3 separate regions of the Hordeum vulgare genome follow, and all the other regions are linked to region 1. The links are chromatin contacts, called in public Hi-C maps. All regions are on one chromosome and are shown on one strand. The core of a region is the stretch at or near the end of the contact, and the rest is flanking DNA. Distances in the headings are between cores, read along the strand shown.

Region 1 (3,501 bases), core at 407-2,906:
CTACCCTGAGGGGGAAAGTAAAGACCCTTCCCCCTTTGGAAGGCTGACTAGGCCGGCCAAGTAGGTACACAATGCGTGTAGCTTTCTTTTTTCCTTTTCTTCTTATTTCTTTTCTTTTTTGGGTCGTTTTTCTTTTTGTTTTCATTTTTTTATTTTTTATCGAAACATAAAAACGTTGAATTTCTTAAATTATTTTTTGAAAACATGAACTATTTTAAAAATAGGGAACATATTTAAAAACGCGAACAAGTTTTTAAAAGACAAACATTTTTTGATTCTTGAGAACAAAATTTTAAACTAACAACAATTTTGAAAAACTGGAACAAATTTGGAACCGTGAACAAATTTCAAAGCACAAACATTTTTTGAAATTTCGGAAGAAAAAAATTGAACAGGAGAACAAATTTGGAAGTCTGAACAAGTTTTTAAACGCAATTTTTTTTAAATATCGAGAACAAATTTTGAAAATGAGAACAGTGTTGGAAAATCCTGAACAAATTCATAAACGTGAACAATTTTTGAACATATGAATTGTTTTTGAATTTCGAGAACAAATTTTGAAAAACAAGAGCATTTTTTAAAAAACATATTAGAAAATCCAGATAATTTTCTGAAACTCCATAACATTTTTTAAATCTAGAACATTTTTTGAAAAGCAAAAACATTTTTCGAATTTGAATAACAATTTTCGAAAATCCAAAATATTTTTTTGAAAAAAATCTGAAACATTATTTCGAATTCGAAGAACATTTTTTGGTAACCCAGTACATTTTTTAAAAATCCAGAACATTTTCGGAAAAATACAAACAATTCACGATATTAAAGAACTATTTTAAAATCTCAATTATTTTTTGGATATCAAGAACATATTTTGAAAATCCAACAACATTTAGGAACTTATCTCGTTCATGAAAAATCTTGAACATTTTTTCAAATTCCGGAACTTTTTTTTTAATTCTGGAACTTTTTTTATATTCATGAACATTCTTTCAAATTACGAAACATTTATTTCAAATTCTGAAACATTTTTTTGGAAATCTGAAATATTTTATATAAAAAATCCGGAACATTTTTTCATATTCCGGAAATTTTTCAAATTACGGAACATTTTTAGATATTCTGGGACAAAAATTCATATTCTGTAAAACAATTAAAATGCCGGAACATTTTTACAAATTACTAAACATTTTTTCATATTTCGAGACAATTTTTCACATTCTGGAATATGTTTTCAAATTCCGAAACATTTTTTCAAATTATAAAATATGTTTTGATATTCTTGTACATTTGTTTATATTTTGGAACATTTTTCAAAATTACAAAATATATTTACAACTCACGAACATTTTTTGAAAAAGGGAACATTTTTTATAACATAATGAGAAAAAAAGAAATAGAAAATAGTAAAGAAAAAAGAAAACAAAAAAAGAAAAAGAGGTTCATGGAATCTTCTCGATTGTTTCCAAAACCGCGATTTGTGGAACGCTTCAAAAAGGCCGGCCCACTGCCACCACCGCTCACGCCATCTTATGCGAAGCTTCGACAATTGGACGCAGTGAATGGTATATAGGATTTTTCCTGAATCATTGGTACTCCTTCTGTCCTAAAATCGGGAATATCCTATTTGAGGCATATTGTGTAAAATTATCGAACTTTCGCAAAGCTTGCCGAAGAGCTAAGTTGGGCCAGCCCGTTTACCTGTTGCATCGATTTCGATTTTAGGAACCTTTCAGAGATTTCCAGCTGGTCTTTATCTATTTTGGGAACATCCAGCTGGACCTTTCCAGCTGGTCTTTATCTATTTTGGGAACATCCAGCTGATTTTAGGAACCTTTCCTGAATTATCTATTTCCAGCTGGACATTTTGAGCCAGCTTTTCCGGTTTTGTGAACTTTTTAGAAGATTTCCTGAACCGTTTTGTTTTTTCTGTTTCTGTTCAAAACATGTTCTGGATATTAAAAACATGTTCTCGAATTTGAAACAATATTCCAGAATTTGAAAAAACCTTCGAAAATTTGAAAAAATATTCTGGAATATGAAATAATTCGGAAATTTGAAAAACATATCCGGAATATAAAAAAAGTTCCGGAATTTAAAATAATGTTCCGGAATTTTAAAAAAAGTTTCGGAATTTAAAAGAATGTTCCGGAATATATAAAAAAGTTCCGAAATTTGAAAAGGCTCTAGAATTTGAAAAAAAATTCGGCAATTCTAAAATTGCGGAATTTGAAAAAATGTTCCGGAAATTTCAAAAATGATTCAGAATTAGAAATTGTGTTCCGCAATTTAAGAAAATGTTTTTCCATTTCAAAATTCTGCTAGAATTGAAAAAAAGTCCCAGATTTTTGAAAAAATATTCTGGAATATGCAAAAAAATGCTCTGGAATTTTCGAAATTAAAATCTGAACTTTATATCAAAATATATCGTATTTTTCATGGAAATGTTCCTAAATTAGAAAAAAAAATCTGGAAATTTGAAAATATTCGGGCATTTGAAAAAATGTTCTAAATTTTGAAAAAATAGAAAAATAATTATTAGAATTACTTCAAAGAAAAAATAAGTTGGGTCAGAATGTTATTGTTTTCACATTTGTATAAGAGAAATCCTGTTTTACAAAAATTATTTTGTTTTAAAAAAAAATTCACAAATGGAAAACTTGTTCAAATTCTGTTCACCAATTCTGAAAATATTCATGATTTCAAAATTTTCGGGGATTTCAGAAAATGTGCTTCATTTTCTAAAATATGTTTTCCTTTTCAAAACATGTACGTGAGTTCAAAAAATGTTCCGTTTAAAAAAGTGTACATAAGTTCAATTAATGTTCCCGCTTGGATATTTATTCATTACTTTTCAGAAATGTTCGTGTTAATAGCATAAAAACTGAAAAATAAAAGGAGAAAAACAATCGAAAAAAGAAAAAGAAATAAAATAAAAAACAAAATAAATTAATAAATTTAAAAAACGAAAAAAACGAAAAAAAACAGAAACAGAAAAAACCCTATAAATACTAGTTTCAGATCCTTCTAAAAAGTTCCCTAAACCGGTTAGGAACCTTCTACAAGGGTCCAAAAAGCGGACGCTATAACTTATGCGTTCTCACGGAATTGGGCCGTCCCATTTTGATCGCTAGTTGGTTCATCTAACATCAAATAATGCCCAGCCTATAGTCACACATGTACGCACGTGAAATTGTCTTTTGTTTGTTTATATTATTATATTATAAATAGATTTCAAAATCATGGATTGCCTTTTTTATTAAATACATCAAGAATTCAAAAAAATGTAAAAGCCGTATTTTTTGGTTGGTGTAAATGTATAAAAAATATTTGTAATAATTAGAAAATATACACACATTTCAAAAAATGTATGTGACATTTAAAAAAATGTTATGCTATCTAAAAAATATTTGAGTAATTATAAAAAATAGTTCCAACCATTCGAGAAATATAACAAACATTTTAGAAAAATAGACATGCATTCCCAAAAAATGATCATAAATT
Region 2 (3,501 bases), core at 387-2,886, 230 kb after region 1:
AGCTTTCGCCGAGCTCGTTGTCAGTGCACGTCGTGGCAGCGAAAGAGTTCACGTGCATGCTGGATTTGTAGCATGTACGAGCATGCGTGGATTAGTCATGTTTTATAAGCATTGACTGACAGCCCTGACGGGCAGAGACAGTTCAGGATGGGCGTACCCTGTGTACGTGCATGGGAGCGACAGCAGAAAATTCAGAGAGAGTTTTTTTTTATTGATGAATTTCTTGCGGCAAGATTCTAGCAACAAGTGCTAGCGACAGAGGAGAACCTGCATGACATTTAAATAAAGTGTAAAACTTAAATTACAGTTCTAATTTGCAATGAAATATCCTGGCATTAAATTATCACAGATGCACGATCAAGTATCTTCGCGATACTACTCCATGAGATCATCTGTACAAACAAAGTTATTTCTTTGGAATTAAGCGTCTCCTGTTAATCAAACAAGAGGGAGAGAGAAAAAAAAAATCTAATGATCAAATCTAGAAATGCTTCCTTGAGCATGAGCGGCTCAGAGAAATGCACGATCTTTACACATGATTACTTCTTGGCCTTGGTGGTGGAAAGCTCTTCGAGCCAGTCGAGGATCCTAATGCGCCGCCCGCCGCGGCCTCTCTTGACGTTCCCATCGGCGAGTCCGCTTTTCCTCGCCGACTCCGGCAGCTTGACGGATTCTACGACGTCCGGCGAGCACTTGCACCCAAAGCGGTCGCCGAACAGCCCCGCGCCATGTTTCCTGAAGCTCCTCTCAATGGCGCTGGCGGCCTGCTCGAACCTCGCGCTCCTGCCGCTGCCGCCCCTGGACGCGGCGGTGATCTTGGCCCCGTCGGCGCAGCGCGGCGGGTACACGTCCGGGGCCCCGACGACGCCGAGGCGTATGAAGCCCCAGCCGGCGGGCGGCGGGGCCGACCCCGTGCTCCGGCGCGGCCGCGAGCGCAGCTGCGGTGACGGGCTCGGGTGCGCGTAGAACAGGCTGCTCGAGAGCGACCTCCGGGGCGGCGGGGCGGCGTGGTCGGAGGAGGCGCTCTTGGACGAGTGGCTGCGGCTGACGCAGCCACTGCTGCTGCCGCTGGAGCTGGCGCTCCGGCAGTCGGAGCGCGAGCCAAAGCCCGCGGTGGACGCGACGGACTCGGACCGCGGGAGCAGGGCGTCGGAAGACGAGGGGCGGAGCGGGAGGAGCCTGCCGTGGGAGAAGAGCTCGTCCGCCACGCACATGTCGCCCGCGCCGGCCGATACGAGGCCGCCGGTGGACAGGACGCGGAACTCGAAGTCGTCGGCCGCGTCGGGGGTGGAGCTGTCGGCGGCCTCGCGGGGCTCGTGACGGGCGTCTACCATGGTCGCGGGGTTCTTTGCTTGGTCCAAGGGGAAGAAGAAGAGGGGCAGAACAAGAGATGGTCGCGGGGTTTTGTTGCGTTCCGGTCTTCTTCTTTTTGGCCTGTTCGTTTTTCACTCCGGGGAACGGGAATAGAGACAGAGGAGGCGCTGTGCTGCTGTGGTTACGGTGCTGGGTGCTGGGCCCCTGGGATGTCAGTACTATGCGCAGTGCTTAAATAGCGCATTGCGCTTCAATGCACACAAAACTTGCTGGTCAACGGTAGCAGCCGGCGAATGGGCTTCGGTTACCCCTAGTTTTGGAGAAAATTTATGACGCTGCCGCAGGAGCAATTATCCCAATGTTGCCAAAAGAAAAGTTCACATTGGCTCCACGACCCGGTTGTTTCGTAGCGCATGCTTTGCGTACACAAATGCCGAGTATGCAACCCGCAAACCGACAGGGATACAAGAAAAAAAAAGATGTACTATCGGTCTTTATGACTTGTATTTTGATTTTTATGATACTTTCTTCTCTTTTATCCGCATATAAGATTTGGTTAAAGTCAAACTTTATAAACTTTGACTAAATTTATAGAACAAAATATCAACATTTATAATATAAAATCAATATTAGTACATGCATAATGATATTAATTTTCATAGCATATAGGTTTAGTATTATAGATGTTGATAATTTTTGATATATATTTGGTCAAACTTTGTATCACTTGACTTTGACCAAATCTTATATGCGGACTAAAAAGAAACGGAGGAAGTATGAATGAAACATATATTATAAAAAAAAAGATACAATGAAAAAAGACGTGTTTCTCTCGTAAATTGAGAGTAAATACATATGCGAGAGTCCGCAAAATGTAGAACTTCGACATCCTCGGTTCACCGAATCCCGCTTTTCAATCTTATTTTTTCCACTTCTTTCCTTTTTTCCTTAATCTGCATCTGTACCCTCAACCTTTATCGTTGTTGCCATATGTCTTCGATAGAGGCATTATCGGGCGTCCATCAATACCGAAGCGCCCGCTTGCCTCTACGAGGCGATGCTCATCTTGGAGTCATTTGTATCGAGGTACATTCCGCCCCCTATGAACGCCCTTCATAATGGACACCACGCCCGACAGGTGTTTGCTGAAATGTCATTGAGCTTTTTTTGAATGTCATGTCATTTTTAGAGTATGAAGGATGATGAGCTACTCAATTAAGAAGATGAATTGTTGTGCAATGCGTGATTGACAGCATCCGTTCATTTAGTAGGCCGGGGCAAAGGGAAGACGTTCCGACAGCAAGTGCATGAAGCACATTGCGCCTTACAACATGTACATCATTCAAGCACCTAATGTAAGGTCATTATCCTATCGCTGGTATGTTATCCACATCAACGCCACCGACTTTCGTAATGTGGTCCATTAGCTGGAGGCAAAGTGTCCATTACATGCGGCAGAGGACGAGATAATGAATTTTGCTTCCTCTTACTTAACTTGTTGAGTCATAGGTTCACTCAATATTGATCCACATATTATGTAGCCCGCACGCGATGTCGTGATGTATCAGGGACGATCATTTAAGTGCACACACTGTTGGACGAAGCTAAAAGGGGGGTATGATAGAGGCGAGGGTCCCGATCTTTCGATGAGAGGGTGGCTATCAATTTGGTGGAGACGACTTTGATGATTCGACTACAAACGTGCACGACATTGCGTCTTAGCAATCGCTAAACCAACTCCAACAGGTTATTGACCACGCCGGAGCACGATCAACCTGACCACGAAGGTCTCTTCCTGCAAGCAATCGAAGAACAAGCAAGAATATGATGAAAGCAATCTGAATATTGCGAATATATATGAAGTATTGATAAGGGTGGGGATCCAAAAGTGGTCATGGTCTGGTCGTTGGACACAAATGAAGTACACGAAATTGCAATGACTAACTTTTAACTAAACATATCCCAAGTCTAAACGGTGCCCTAAGGGCTGTATATGTGAGGGAACAAACAGGGATTTTCGTAATCCATGGAGGAGAGGTCCGAAAATGACCCTAAACTCGGTTTCCCCACACATACGGACTCTAAAAACAGCCTATAATATGATATTTCGAAATTACATGGGCCTGGCCCAAAAATAAGGTGGCGCAGCACCTATAATAGCCTGTGGACGAAATTTGTAAAGTGGTG
Region 3 (3,501 bases), core at 351-2,850, 220 kb before region 1:
CCACTCAGTCAGCCGGTTTTGGAAATATTCTAGACTTTCCCATCCGGTCTTTTCTGGTTTTGGGAATTTCTAGAAGATTCCCTGATCCGATTTTACTTTTCATTTACTTTTTCTTTTTTTTCTTTTTCCTTTTTTCTTTTTTATTTTCCTTTTTTCTATTTCTGTTTCAAGAATGTTTTGGATTTTCAAAAAATGTTCTGAAATTTGAAAAACTGTTCCGGAATTTGAAAAATCTTCCTGAATTTGATAAAATGTTCCGGAATTTAAAAAAACATTCTGAAACTTGTATCAAAATGTTTCAATTTTTTTTAAAAAAGTTCCAGAGTTTTGAAAAATATTCCGGAATTTGAAAAATGCTCCCGAATTTTGAAAAATATTCCAAAATTTAAAACAATGTTCTAGAATTTTCAAAAAATGTTCCAGAATTTGAAAAAAGTAAAACAATTATTAAAAAAATTGAAACAAAAAAGTAAGCTGGGCAAGCTCAATTGGGGCGAGCCGAAGATGGGCTAGCCCAGTTAAGGGCGCCACCCATGTGCGGCGCGCGACTCCTTGGTGCAACACGCGGCGAATAGGAGGTCCTGCCGTAGTGAGCAGCAGGTAGGAGTTCCCACTCCTATTTGCCGCATCCCCGTCGCACATGGGGTACTGACTAGGCCAGCCCATTCAATGCAATGCGAAAATAAGTGTGAAAACGTAATAAGTGAGCACCCTAGGAATCGAACACAGCAAGACCTCCTTGTGAGAGCTTGGTGCTAGCCACTGCACTAGAACATAATACAACGGAAATCTAAAATATACTAAGAATAGTTCCGGAATGAACATTGTTTGACAAAATCCTGATTTTTGTCTTCCAAATTTTGAGTAATTTTTTGAAAATGCGTTCTGAATTTAAATGCGAGCAGTTGCTGAAAAATTTAATCTTGACAACAAGTTTTGGAAAATCCTGAACCAATTCATAAATGCGAGCAATTTTTGAAAACATGAACATTTTTTGAATCTTGAGAACAAATCCTGAAACAGAGAAATATTTTGAAAAACTCTGAACAAATTCATAAATGCGAAAAAATTTGTGAAAATTATGCAACTTTTGAACAAAAATAAAAACACACAAAAATAAAGCAAAACTAAGAAAGAAGAAACAAAAAAGGAAAAGGAAAAAGAAATATTTAAAAATTGTGAATTTTGAAACAAACAGGAAAATAAAAAAAAACAGTCCAAAATGGTTTCGGAACCTTCTGAAAGATTCCCAAAACCGTTAAAAACCAGGGATGGAACTTTCCAGAAGGTCCCCAAAACCAAATACGATCTACTCATTAGCTATCTTATCAGATGGGCTGGCTCATTTGTTCGGTAGTGTTGCCGCTCTATGCGTTCACTCGACAGCTTGACGGAGAAAAGGTCAAATAGGAAATTCCAATACTACAAAGCCCACATTCCACCTCCGTAATGGGGCAGCCCATTTTATATTTTGTTTCCTTTTCTAAAACGCTGCAAATACGCGACCTGAGTTGGAATTCGGAAGGTCTTATTGGACCCGCTTTGCGGTAAATTGCCTCCGCGAAGCATGGAGGGAGTGCCGAATGGGCCGGCCCATTTACATGCCATGGCCCATAACGCTTGCCCCTCGAGATGTCGTGCGCTAATGAAAACTATTCAGTGCGAAATCTAAAAGCATATGCTAGATCCTATTTTTTCAAACTTTTTTGACTGTTGTTTTGAAAAATATGAGAAAAGTTATTAAATATGTGAGCAATGTTTGAAATCATGAAAATAATTTTGAAATACTGAAAAAACTGAACACTTATCGAAACATATGAACACATTTCGAAACTGGAACACAATATAGAGATCCAGAGGAGTGGTGGCATGGCGGCGGCGGCGGGGGCGAAGAGAGAGGCGACGGAGGCGAGGAAAAAAGGGTGCGGCGGCGGCGGGGAACCGACAGAGACGAAGAGAGAGGCGACAGAGACGACTTTTGGCGGGTCTCCGCGTGCGTGTTTTATAGAACACGCCGAACGCTGCGCGTCAAAACTGTCACGTGCATTACTATTTTTTCACGTGCGTACAGTTTTTGTAGCGCGCCTAACTTTCCCGGACCTACTCGAACGGCCAACCGGGCGTGCGCGCACACAAAAGCCGTGTAATTTCCTGTGGACGCTAGATCTAGCGTGTTTGTTGGAGATGCTCTTAGACATATTCACGTTTTCATTTTTGAGAACACATACAAACACAAAACGCTAATACATACGCATATACATATACCCTTATGAATACATGCACGCATGAACACTTATGAAAAGCTAGACTTACACATCATTTTAAGATTGACGAAGTTGTCACGGATACCTTCGTAATCTCCCACTGGGCGCACATGGCCGCAATGTCTGAAATTAATTCAGAAAAATGCAAAGGCAAGTGAAAAGTCTTGGGCTTGAACCCTGATGGGTTGAAGATATAATTGTCCTCCTAACTATTCATCCAGAGTTGGTTCATGACAAATATTTGTGTAATTAAAACAAGTATCGTAACATTGAATAAAATGTGCATTGCATTTTCTAAATATTTACACATTACAAAATGTTTTTACAAAAGTATTTATAGAATGTAAAAAAATCATGCTTAATTTTAAATAAACATTGGTATCATTCAATTTTTTCAAATGCTCTTAAAATGTTTAACAAGTATTTGAAAGTATCAAAATTAAGCGTGTATAAAAATGTATTTGTACTTAAATGGATGTTTGAAAAATGGTAAACGTGTATAAAAATGTTTTTAAGTATTTAAAAAAAATGAAGCATGTATAATGTGTATGAAACAAAATATACAGTGTATGCGAAACAAAATAGGCATCAAAACATATTTTTAATATACATTAAAAAAGTTAAGCATGTATATAAAAATGTTCCTCATATATACCAAAAATTAAAACAAAACTCAGTGAGTACAAAAAAAACCCTAAGAAAAACAAAAAAACGAAAAACAGAAGAGAACCACAAGAAACAGTGAAAACCCAATAAAAAGACCACACAGGGAAAACCTAGCATCACTACTACAGAGGCAAGGCGGAACTTCGTCTGGTAATGGGTGGGACATAGCTCCGACATAATTGTTTTACTCCCTTCATATTAAAATAGATGACTTAAAAATAATTTAATTTTACTTTAATTTTAGTACAACGTTAAGTTTTTAAAATCATTTATTTAAGGTCGGAGGGAGTACTATTTTATACACTTTCTTGCAATAGTGGACTTCTGTAGTAGTGGGGCAGGGCCTAAGAAAACTTAACTTTCTTTTGAGCACCACCTAATAAAGCTTAACCGATCTGCGAAATCGCTAATTTAGGAGTACCCTTTCAAAGATCACTCTTCCCTTTTGAGGTTGGGACAAGTGGCGCACTGTATGTGTGCCACTTATCCCAACCTAAGAATTTTCTCTTTTCGTAGATCTTTATTTTTAAAATGTTTTATCTGTTAAACCGAACATCGAAATGTCGAACCG

What was found. A called contact is a pair of places that touch in the nucleus more often than the background predicts.
Region 2: a Hi-C map of leaf shows a contact between it and region 1, with 2.6 times the contacts expected there. The contact joins the promoter of LOC123429765 here to the enhancer-like site in region 1. A contact is called at or near these places in 3 of 6 Hi-C or Micro-C datasets (leaf and seedling).
Region 3: a Hi-C map of leaf shows a contact between it and region 1, with 2.5 times the contacts expected there. The contact joins two enhancer-like sites. A contact is called at or near these places in 2 of 6 Hi-C or Micro-C datasets (leaf and seedling).

The regions. Positions count from the first base shown.
Region 1 is chr2H:123,318,471-123,321,971 of MorexV3_pseudomolecules_assembly, reverse strand. No RefSeq gene overlaps it. Among protein-coding and RNA genes, the nearest start is that of TRNAL-CAA, 50 kb to the left of the region's middle. Within about 2 kb of position 1,656, at least 1 of the 3 cell types and tissues checked has open chromatin away from gene starts, as enhancers often do. A contact at or near this core is called in leaf, where this site is marked.
Region 2 is chr2H:123,090,039-123,093,539 of MorexV3_pseudomolecules_assembly, reverse strand. It overlaps LOC123429765, which reads right to left and starts at 1,636. Exons shown (of 1, transcript XM_045113765.1): 1 at 314-1,636. The coding sequence starts at 1,334. The coding sequence ends at 540.
Region 3 is chr2H:123,535,425-123,538,925 of MorexV3_pseudomolecules_assembly, reverse strand. No RefSeq gene overlaps it. Among protein-coding and RNA genes, the nearest start is that of LOC123429766, 160 kb to the right of the region's middle. Within about 2 kb of position 1,600, at least 3 of the 3 cell types and tissues checked have open chromatin away from gene starts, as enhancers often do. A contact at or near this core is called in leaf, where this site is marked.